Regions from separate parts of the Sus scrofa genome. Here regions 1 and 2 are each linked to region 3. The links are chromatin contacts, called in public Hi-C maps. All regions are on one chromosome and are shown on one strand. Each heading gives the region's core, a stretch centred on a gene start, on an enhancer-like site or on the middle of the called end of the contact. The rest is flanking DNA. Distances are from core to core; before and after follow the strand shown.

The links. Hi-C and Micro-C count contacts between places; a contact is called where the count stands out from the background.
Region 1: a contact with region 3 is called in a Hi-C map of retroperitoneal adipose tissue, with 2.2 times the contacts expected there. The contact joins the promoter of CREB5 here to the enhancer-like site in region 3. A contact is called at or near these places in 11 of 47 Hi-C or Micro-C datasets (embryonic fibroblasts, epiblast stem cells, fetal heart ventricle and 6 more) and 1 of 2 datasets of contacts at active chromatin or transcription factors (skeletal muscle).
Region 2: a contact with region 3 is called in a Hi-C map of omental adipose tissue, with 1.7 times the contacts expected there. The contact joins two enhancer-like sites. A contact is called at or near these places in 10 of 47 Hi-C or Micro-C datasets (alveolar macrophages, brain, embryonic fibroblasts and 7 more).

What each region holds. Positions count from the first base shown.
Region 1 is chr18:44,262,677-44,266,518 of Sscrofa11.1, reverse strand. CREB5 (cyclic AMP-responsive element-binding protein 5) reads left to right here and starts at 2,005. Exons shown (of 11, transcript XM_013985749.2): 1 at 2,005-2,122.
Region 2 is chr18:44,140,713-44,144,345 of Sscrofa11.1, reverse strand. All of the region lies in intron 4 of CREB5 (cyclic AMP-responsive element-binding protein 5), which reads left to right. Among named protein-coding and RNA genes, the nearest start is that of CREB5, 120 kb to the left of the region's middle. Within about 2 kb of position 1,370, at least 17 of the 83 cell types and tissues checked have an H3K27ac peak or open chromatin away from gene starts, as enhancers often do. A contact at or near this core is called in omental adipose tissue and retroperitoneal adipose tissue, where this site is marked.
Region 3 is chr18:43,813,303-43,816,797 of Sscrofa11.1, reverse strand. The region is part of intron 3 of TRIL (TLR4 interactor with leucine rich repeats); the gene reads right to left. Among named protein-coding and RNA genes, the nearest start is that of TRIL, 89 kb to the right of the region's middle. Within about 2 kb of position 1,592, at least 13 of the 83 cell types and tissues checked have an H3K27ac peak or open chromatin away from gene starts, as enhancers often do. A contact at or near this core is called in omental adipose tissue and retroperitoneal adipose tissue, where this site is marked.

The DNA.
Region 1 (3,842 bases), core at 756-3,255, 450 kb before region 3:
GAAGAGATGAGCTCTCTGACTGAGCATTGATAAGTTAGGCTGTCTGCCTTTTCTGTCTCAAGGTTGCTCCTTGTCTGGTTCACGCTTTTTCTTTAAGGGAGAAGGAGGTAGATCCTTGCTTTAGGTGGAAAAGGATGTCCAGCTAATTGAGTAGGAATGTGGGCAAGGAGGCTGTTCCTCAGGAGGCTGTTGCTTTCTTCTGTAAACACAGGTAATTGAGCTGTCATTTTAAAAGTTTTATTAGTTAAGATTCAAGTTAGGACTGGAGCCCTTCTTTTGCAATTCCTTCAGGGCTACACGTGGAAGAGAACAAATAGGAAACGCAGTGATGAGTTCTGAATCAAGCTGTGGGAAAGGAATAGTCAGCAGTCCCTGTGGTCTCAAGAAACACCAAGAAAGAGAGTTGTTTAAACACTTAAAAAATAGAAAGGAAACACAGAGCTCTTCCATTTAGTATGGCAAAACCAGCTCAGAAGTATGTGACGATCCAGGCAAAGCACGACAGTTTCTAGCCAGTCCAGTCATGATTCTCTGGCAAACTGCACAGTCATGGTTATGATGCATTGGGATGAGAGGTGCTATATAAATGTCAGATGTTACATAAATGTCAGGAATGATTATTGTTTGTTAATGGGGGCTAAACTGTTCCTAAGCAAAGCTTGGACTCCCAGCCAACTCGTCCTCAGCAAAGGTTCTAACCATCAATAACCCATGAGAATGGAAAGCTCCGCCCTGGTTCTAGAAAGGAGTCCAGTTAGGATTTGGAGTTTTAAAACAGGGGCGGGAGTTATCCAGTGGCTTCAGGCCAGCCCCCTAAGCTTCTGGAATTTGCCTTGGCTCCCTGTAAAATGGGGATAATTATAACACCTGCCCTACTTCTCCTTGTGCTGGGTTGTTGTGAGAATCAGGGGAGTTCCACGTGGGTTCCAGTGCTTTGCAAAGTGTGAGCTGCTGCAAGGATGACCGTGGTGCTCTGAGATGTCTGGCATCTCCTGGATTTAGCCTCTGCCTTCCCTTTGAGTCCGACTCACAGAGAGAACATCCGAATGGAAATTAAGCTGGGGATGGCCATGGTGACCTGGCTGATGCTGAAAACACCAGGCTCCTTCTCTCACTGAGCTGTCAGGAACGTACTGCAGACCAGGGCCCCGAATCCTGCATTCCGGCTCTGGCTCTGCCACTTGCCAGCTTATGAGCTTGGGCAAGTAACAGAGGAGGCTCTGGAAGTGAGCGCCAAGGGCCCTTCCGGATCTGACGCTGAGTCTAAATCAGGCTCATCATTTGGCTCTAGCTGTAATTCACCTTTCGCCTGCAGGAACAACGCTCCTTCCAGCTTCTCACACTCATGAAGCAGGGGTCTTGGGAAGGACAGGGGCATCACATTCCAAATGAGTGTGCACAATAAAGAAGTTATTCCTTTGGAGGTGAAATGGGGCGCGGCGGGGGGGGGGGAGGGCCGTGAAAAGGGGTGTCGAGTGAATGCTCTGAGAAGCCAGGATGCAGGGAACACTGTAATGAGGTCACGACTGTCGCAGGCAAAAAGGAGCTGGACATCTGCTGGTGGGGGAAGGGGGAGCGTTCCTCATTTCTGTTTGTAGAAAGTCTCTTCCCGCATTCGTCTGCACCCCCTCCCCACCCTTCCTCTACTCCCCATTCCCACCCTTCCCCTACTCCCCGTCCCCACACCTTTCAAATGCCACCAGGCCCTCCTCACGGGAGAGCCCAGGTCCCTGCCTCCTCCGTGGTCCCGTCTGAAACCGTGACGATTGTTTCCAAGCTGACTCACACCACTAATGTCAGGGAGCCGTGTCACACGGCGCTGGCCTCTGCAAGCTGTTGCTCGCGCGGTCGCCGCTGCCGCCGCCGCTCCCCCGCGGGTGCACCAGAGTCGGCTGGTGGGGCGGTGCGCGGGCGGGGCCCGCCCCCTCGGCGCGCCGGCCCCGCCCCTCCCTCCTCCCCCCACCCCCCCACGGGCCGCAATGATTTAGAAGTTCAGGAATCCCACGTGACGTCACCGGGGGGGTGATGTAATGCACTCTAAATAGAATGTATTGTAATCTTTGCTCAGTCCAACGTGGTCCCTTCACCCGGGCTCCGCTCTTGCCTTCTCCACACTTGTTTGGTAAGTTCCTAAAAATACGGCTCGGCCACTTCTGGGGCTTTTGCATTTAGCCACTTTTGTTGCACTTGCCGCGGGAGCCATCTCGGGAACGTACTTGTTTGCAGGGGCTGGTTCTCGGCAGCAGCCGCGAGGTTACTTGGTCTAGTGGGCAGGTCACAGGGCAAGAAGTAGGGGAAGATGCGATGCATTTTTTTTTTTTTTTTGGAGGATGATCTGTGTTTGTAAACACTCTGGCGGACCAGAGGGAAGTCCGTCCCCCAATGCTGGTGGACCGTGGAATTCGGCTGTGTCCTGAGGCTACCCCAGAGACCCCACGCCGAGTCCGTCCCGGAGCGCGTCTCGGTGGCCGCCGCGCCGTGCGACTGGAGGGATGCTAACGTGGAGCGAGCGCCGTGTCAGCCCCGGCGTGCGTGCGTGTGTGGGAGCGCGCGTGTGTTTCCCTGACACGGGGAACAGTTATGAATCGGGGGTGTGTGTTTGCCTCCAGAGACCTGGCAAGGTGCGGAACCCTCCAGAAGTGCGGTCAAGCGGCGTCAGCGGTGGCGGCAGCGGAGACGGCGAGCCAGGAACCGCCCCCCGCGTCCCCAACTTCCCGGTGATGCGGCGGAACCCCCGGAAAAAGTTTGCAAACTTCCAGCGGGCGCGGCGAGGACGCCGGGTCACCTAGGGGGCGGATGGACGGGCGCGCGGGGGGCTCGCTCCCTCCCCGGTGCTGAGCCTGCTGCTGCCACCTCTCCCGCAGGGCTGCCGGCCCCAGGTGGTGGGCGCGCGCGCCCTGGGAGGGGACGTCGCTCTTGGAGGGCACTTTGCTTTCACTCCGGGCGCGGAGGGCTGGAGAGTGGCGAGGCTCTTCTCGCCTTCATTCCTCCAGCCACCTCTTGCCTCCGTCCGGTTCTCGTTGGCATCATTACCTCTTCTCCGCTGCTGCCCCAAATGACAGCTCCCGCTTTTGCCGCGGCGGCGCGGTGGCAGTTCCCAGGATACGGCGGCGGCGAAGCCCTCTTCTCCAGGCAGATTCTTCAAGGAATCGCTTAAAACTTTTCACGACGGTCTTAGAGGGGCAAGACGCACGAAGCAACCAAAGAGATGTTTTTTCCCCGTCGGCTGCATTTCGCTTTTCTTTTGCTATAGGTTTATTGGGGGGGGTGCTAATCTGGTAGATGAAGCCCCCGATCTTGATCTTGTCCACTCCTCCCTAACTTTCCTTGAACGGGTGCCGCCCCCACTTGAGGCTGGTACAGGGCCGGGAACTCAAGTGGGTCTCTTGTGTATTTCGTTGTCAGAGCCCGCAGAGTGTATGATTTTTATTTTTCCCTCCCTCTCTGACATGTGTCAAGGAATAAAGGCTGGAGACAGGTCCATTACGTCATTCTGCAGGCCGTAAGTGTTTGATTAACAGCTTCAGATACTCAAGGGTTAGGGGCTTAGAAGTGCTGACAAAGCAACTATGCTTTCCATCCCCAGCCCCCACCATACTCGTACAATCGCCGATTCCCTGGGCATCTTTATTACCCTCTCCCTCTGGACCCCTCCTTCTCCGCCCGCTCTCTCCCGCCCATACCGTTATCACTCTGGCCCCGCCTCCGCCTTTTACTGCTTTCCCTGGGGCGGTCACAGTCCCTGGAGCGTGGTGAGAGCTTCTGGCGGCTGAGGGGGGCACAGTACCTGATCTGCGGGCACACAAGCTGCCCTTTTCTATTATTTAAGAAAGGCGCTAGCG
Region 2 (3,633 bases), core at 121-2,620, 330 kb before region 3:
AGAGGGGAGAGCATCAAGTGTCTTTTCAGTAAGTCCCCATAACCAAGGAAACAGCTTAGTCCTTTTGATGTAACCAACGTGGAGGCAGAGGAATGGGATTGATAAGAAAAGGCCACAGATTCCTGATTCTTCTATGGGAGCCCCTGGAAGACTCTGGTCTGAAGCATGCAGCTGGTTCCCTAACTTCAGTGTGTGCCCAGCTGGCCCCCTGGAAGGAGATGGGTTCCAGTATTGCCAGAATGCAGGGAAGAGGTTGATTGTGAGGCTCAGCAAAACCTGAGGCCCAGGGAGTCAGGCTGCCAGCAGGAGGGAGCCTCCTCAGCATGCCTCTCTGCAGGGAGCCCTGCTGGCAGCAGAAAAGGGTGGATCAGGAGAGTAGGAAAGGAGTGAGGCGAGGAAGAAAAAAAAAATCACAGATGTCCCAAGTTTCCATAATTTTATCAAAAATTTTTCCATGACTCATCTTGTGACTCTTCCCCAAATTTAATATGATAAAAGCACTGCCCTAAGTATAATTAAACTGCAATTATCCAAGACCAAGAGGGTGGTGCATGTTAATCAACCTCTCCCTTCCCTCAATCCACCCAGCCAAGGTGGGAAGAATCAAGAACACACATTTGTCTCTCTCCCTTCTTCCATCCTGATTCCCTTTGTGCTGTGACCCTCTCAAAGGGAGAACAAAATGGAAAGCATTCCAGAATAATTTCCTCCCACTCAAAAGCAGTGAAATAAAGTGAAAGCTGCATAGAGGGAGCTGGAGGACTGTGGTTGGTGCTTGTTTGTTAACTCGGCCCAACTTCAGGATATCAGCTCCAACACGCTTTGTATTACCTTTCTGTAGAGTAATCCTCCAGGGAAGTTGCCTTGAGGGTGGGGGTGTGTGGGACACTGGGTCACAGTGCTGGCTACTTCTTGCTTAGCACTACACGACCTGCCAGGTGTCCTACAGACATTATCTCTTACCCTGATAAGAGGTCCATAAGGCGGGTATCGCCTAACAGTTTTGCCGCTAAGAAAGGAAGCTCAGAAATTCAGCTACTTGTTCTTAGTCACCCAGTGGCAGAGCTGGGATTTGAAAACTCAAGGCAGTCCAATTCCAGAAAGCCTCTCTGACACTGGAAGGAGCAATGGGGAACAGAACAGGAACAAGAGCAGTTCAGAGTCGCTGTTCCTGCTTTTGAATGCCTCCAGACTCTTTGTCACAAGCTCCCAGTCCACCCGACCCTTGTCTTCCACATGACAACCGGGTAAGGAGAGTCATGCTTGACCTGGAAGGTGTTGAAAGACCTGCCGCTGAGTGCAGCTCATCAAAGGGGACCAGGTTCGCCATAGCCGTGACCTGGGAAGGTGCTGTGGTCCAGCTGGACCCCTCTCCAGCTGCTCTGAGGTGGCTTGGGCTGCTGTCCAGACTGCACGAAGCCACAGCCAATGTCAAGGGCTCCTCACGTCCAAGCAGGAAACTGTGACTGAAAAGCTGAAAAAACATATGATCCCATAAAAAGCCGCCTCTGGGGAAACAAGCCATTAGTCAGCCTTATTTATTTATTTTTCCTTCTTGGGGCAGAGTTCAATACAGACGAAGGGGCTGTGATTATCATATAAAAGGCTATGCAAAGTTGCCCTCCCTGTAAGATGCTGAAAAAAGCCTCACCCTGGCCCTTCCTTTACCCTGGCCCTTTGCCACAGTTAACTTTGTTTGTGTTCTTCAGAGTCCTAATGCTTTGACCACGATTGTGATGGCCCATGTCGGAGCACAAGTGTGTCTCAAAATAAACAAGCAGGGTTGGAACTCTCCAGAGCCCCCCTCTCATCTCCACCAGCCTTTCATCCTGCCTGATGACTGAGGCCGGAGGAATGGGGTGTCGGTGGCCTTATTAAGACAAGATCTTGTGCAGGAAAAATGTGCTTAATGAGCTTAGGAAATACCTTGTGGTCATGAAAGAGTAATACAATTTCTGCTTTCTTGGGCGAGAACAGGAAACCTTGACTGTCCACTCTGAGTTTTTGCCAGTTTTACTTGGGAGTGTACTTTTGGAAGGTCAAATGGGTTTTTTGGTTTTTGTTTTTCGGTTTTTTTTTTTTTTTTAATGGGTGGCAGGAAAAAGACAATATAATCTTTTGAGCAAAGCCCCATGGTCAACCCAGGGATGCAAGATAACCATGCCTCCTGTCCTTTAAAGATCTCTTGGTACCAAAGATGTCCAGTTTGGGAATTTTTTCCCCTTTACCCTCTATATTAATTTCCTAGGGCTTCTGTTAACAAAATACCATAAACTAGGTGGCTTAGAACAACGGAGATGTATTTTGTCTCCCAGTTTTAAAGGCTGGAAGTCCAAGATCAAGGTGTCAGCAGGGTTGATTCCTTCTGAGAGCTATGAGGAAGGATTGGTTCCATGCCCTTCTCCTAGGTTCTGGTGGTTTGCCCCAATCTTAGAGTGTTCCTGGGCCTGCAGAAGTATTGCCCGGAGGTCTGCCTTCATATTCATGTGGTGTGCTCCATGTGAGTGTGTCTCCGTCCAAATTTCCCCTTTTTATAAGGACACTGTTAGGTTTGCCGAGGAAGGAATGCCCAAGGCCAAGTTGGTAAAGCAAGAGAGAGATTTTTTTTTTTTATTTTCCCACTGTACAGCAAGGGGGTCAGGTTATCCTTACATGTATACATTGCAATTACAGTTTTTCCCCCACCCTTTCTTCTGTTGCGACATGAGTATCTAGACATAGTTCTCAATGCTATTCAGCAGGATCTCCTTGTAAATCTATTCTAGTTGTGTCTGATAAGCCCAACTCCTGATCCCTCCCACCCCTCCCCCTCCCATCAGGCAACCACAAGTCTCTTCTCCAAGTCCATGTTTTCTTTTCTGAGGAGATGTTCATTTGTGCTGGATATTAGATTCCAGTTATAAGTGATATCATATGGTATTTGTCTTTGTCTTTCTGGCTCATTTCACTCAGGATGAGATTCTCTAGTTCCATCCATGTTGCTGCAAATGGCATTATGTCATCCTTTTTATGGCTGAGTAGTATTCCATTGTGTATATATACCACATCTTCCGAATCCAATCATCTGTCGATGGACATTTGGGTTGTTTCCATGAGCAAGAGAGATTTTTAAGGCATCAAAGGGGCACTGGCTGAGCTCAAGATGGCACCAGCCCTGACTGTGAGGAGGTGCTAGGCTTATAAAGGATCTGTGGTAGAATCTGTGGCTGGAGTTCATGGTGGGAACTTGTGGCAGGAACAATGAAGAAGGAGGAGGGGAAGGTCAAGGGAGGGGCAGGGGGTTGAGTCCCATGGCAGAGAGCAGTTAGTCCTTGTAGGAGGTTGATCTGTGCGGGCAGTTGTTTTCCACAGGCCATGGTTTCTTGCTGCCCAACTTGAGCCTTCACATTCCAGGAGAGGGTGTCCACAGCAGGTCTCCAAGGGGAACAGACCCATTTGGGGTTTGAGGGGGGGTCTCTCTCCATTCAAACATTCGTCGTATTGGTCAGGGCCCCACTCTACCCTATCTTACTTACGTAGTTACACACATCTGCGGCAACCCTGTTTCCTAATAAGGTCACATTCTGAGATACTAGGAGTTAGGACTTTAACCAGTGACTATGGGGAGGAGTGCAATTCAACACATAACACCAT
Region 3 (3,495 bases), core at 343-2,842:
ATAAAGTGGACCCTATAATGTGCTGTGGCCTCTATGTTGATTTACCTGTGTTACCCCATCAGCAGAAAGCAACTTTACCAGGTACACACCGCGCTTATATATTTAGGGCATATAAAAATGCATATAAAAGATCCTTTTTTCTTTTTATAAAGAAGGACTGAATTTCATTAGGGAACTTTTTTTTTTCTTTAAAAAGTTCTTTGTTAAGCATGGGATATACCAATTGCAAATAAAGGAATTTATGGCACTGTGCTGATGTTTATAAAGGGAGGGAAAATCCTTAATGTGAGCCTACAATTTCAAAGACAAAAAAAAAAAAAAAAAGCATAAATACAAGCTTTGGCCTTACTCAAATATACACTAGCAATATCTTTCAAAGAGTCTCCTTGATTTCACTGAGATATAAATATTTTTCTAAATGACTCAAAAAGATGTGATTTTATGTAATTGAAGTCTATGAGGAGAGGTCTGGGAACAGACGGCTAAAAATCATTTGGGTTTTTTTGTGGGGGGAAATCCCAATTTTTTTTCTCATCTGAGCATATTTAAACACAGCATCTTTGCACATTTCCTGTAAAAATTTCACAGACCTTTCATAGGTAGGATTCTGTCTCCTATATTTAAGTTTCAGGATTAGTTGCAGTCTTAAAAAAATATTTAATTCTCTTTGCTCTGTGACATGGCTTAATGAATCTAGGTTGAGTTTCTTTAGGAAACATAAGACGCTTCTTGACAACTGAGAAGTCTCCCAGACACTCGTTGCTGTCAGAGTTTTCCAAAACCACACATAAGCTGAGGCCACGAGGTGCCTACATGAGACAAGAAAAGAGCAGCGGCCTCCCTCTCTGACCTTGGTTATGTTTGAGTGAGAAATGTGTTTATTGCTCAGGCTCGCTGGGTGTTTAAACGTCCCTATTGTGCGAATTATGAGTGCTTGGAGCGCAAATTATGAGCACTGCAGCCGCTCTTTATAATTTCGAACTGTCTGATCTACTCTCCTTGTCTTTGTTCACCATCCGCCTTTGAGAACTGCGAAAAGCCAGGCCTGTGATTATTTTTAATAACGCCCATGGCTTTAAAACCTTGGTTGAAGTCCTCTCGTGATTTTCCTTGCTCTCAAAATCTATAGTGCTTTTAATAGCTTTTCATGAAGACTCTGCATCTTTAAGGAGGAAAGAGAAAGGAGAGATGGGTGACATGTGTCAGCTGTGGCAGACATGCTTTTTCATCCCGAGATTAAAAAGACAGAAAACCACGGAAAAGAACTGCGTCTCTGCCTTGGGCCCCTGACTTTAAGGATGTTGGGCTGCCAGTGAGCGGGGCGGTTACGTCGGGGAGACAGGCAGATCCAGCAGCGGGGCTGTGCGCGAAGCGGGGCTCCTGGTCTGCGCCCAGTCGGTCTGTGCGCGCCCACGGGAGGGGACCGGACGCCAGGTGCCTTCCTCTCCGGACGGTGGGCCTTCCGATGTCCGGAGTACTGAGACATGGTGCCCAGGGGGTTCAGGAATGGGACGTAGGGGCCTACAGCTTGAGAGTGAGACACGAGGTACGCCCGGTTTCTTCTCCTTGTCCCCGGGCCACCGCTTCCCTCCCCAGCAAATGCCTCCTCCCATCCTCTACAAAGGAAAGCAAATCTATCAGTTCTTTGCTCCCAGGAGTCCTGTCTGCCCTTCTCCGAAACGTGCACAAAAAAGTGACAGCCTTGGTGGGGATTCTGGGGAAGGAGAAGTCCCCTGGCCAAGGGTCCCAGGTCTCCAGAGTCGCCGCGTCGCAGCACCGGCTGCCTGACGGCTCCAGGAGCCCGGCGGCGTTTTCCTCCGCTCGCGCGCCCTCTGGCGGCGCTATGGAGAAATTCACCACGCGAGGGGGCGTGGCGGAAAATACAGAGCAGCGCTTTGCTTTGAATAGGAAGGAAGGTGGGCGGCAGTTCTGGCGGAGGCGGAGCAATACAAGCAAAGTGGTGGCAGTCTAATAACGTTGGACTGGCCTTCTTCCTCAGTGTCGGGGCTACAGAACCTGAGGTCATGGTTTTCCTCAACAGTATGTTAGTCACCAGTGACTTTCCCCAGACTTTCATGAGATCCCAGATTAAAAGGGGAGAACAAGGAGGTCCCCTGATTTTCAGCACCCTTCTCCCTGCCAGCCCCACCCCTCAGCGCTGTCTCTCCACCCACGGATACACGCACACACCATCTATTTTCTTTACTCAGTCACAGGGTCTCCAACACATTATTCTTACACCCATGTAATGGCTTTTTTGATGTCAGCTTGGCTAAGCTAAAATTCCCAGTTATTCCATCAGACACTGATCCAGATGTGGCTGCGAGGGGCGTTTGCAGATATCATTAGAGTCATGATTCTGTTGGCTTTAAGTAAGGAAGATTATAATGTATGACCTGGGTGGGCCTGACTTAATCAGTTGGAAGCCCTTAAAAACTGGGCTGAGTCTTCCCAGAGACAGGGATGGAGAGACAGAGAAGAAATACTGCCTGGGGACCGAAGCTTCAGCCATGCCCACAGAGCTCTCCACTCTGCTTGTGATCGCTTCCTGATTGCCTCCCTGACAAACTGGGGACTTGCTCAGCCAGCTCTCACAATAGTATAAGCCAACTCCTTGTAATATATCTCTTAATATATATGAATGCATTGGTTGTGTGTCTGGTTGAATCCTAGCTGATACAATTCACATAGACCAAGTCAGAAAAAGTACTAAGGAAATTCACAGTGCCAGATGATTCTACCCCAGTTCCTCCCAAATGTCAGTCTACAGACAGCTTCTGAATGTCTACTGGTGGCAGGGACAAGGCGCTATAAACTGGAGAAGCAACTGAGAGCAGAGCTAACGGGGTTTCTTCCCTTACTTGTGAAGCTCTCTCATGGGTACACACCCAGCTCCACAGGGCAACTCTGAGCTTTTCAAACCTGGACCAGAAGCTAGTTTTAACTAATGCTTTGTTGTGGGTCCTGGTGGCCTGCTTAGAGCCCTGCAAAACTTTAGTAGGAGGAGGACGCCAATGAGGAAAACCAGACAGCAGTCTTTGCCTTGAGGGCCCTCGATCTATCACCACTAAAGGTAAAATGCTCATTTATCTCATTGCCAAACATCCTGAGTCATCCACCCCCACAATGCGTTTTTTTGCACTTACTGTTTCTATATATGGCAAAGGGGTGACACTTACTGATAATGGATCAGGGCTGTAGAATGTTGGCAAAAGCCAACTTAACTCAGGCTGGCAAAGGGGACCCTCCTCTCTAGATTCATCAGCAGAAACACTGGTCTTGAGCCAGATGGAGAAGCCCAGTAAAAGACCTCATTCCTTCTCCTACACCTCCTACCTCTGCCTCAAGGCTCAAGGCCTATCCCATGATGGCAGTAACCCAGTGCATTTCAATCCAACCAGTGTTTAATGAGTACCTTCCATGCTGCAAGTTTACCTTCTACAATCCAGTGTCCTAAAATAGCTTTTGTAATCACCGTTGGCCAGCCAAGGAGTC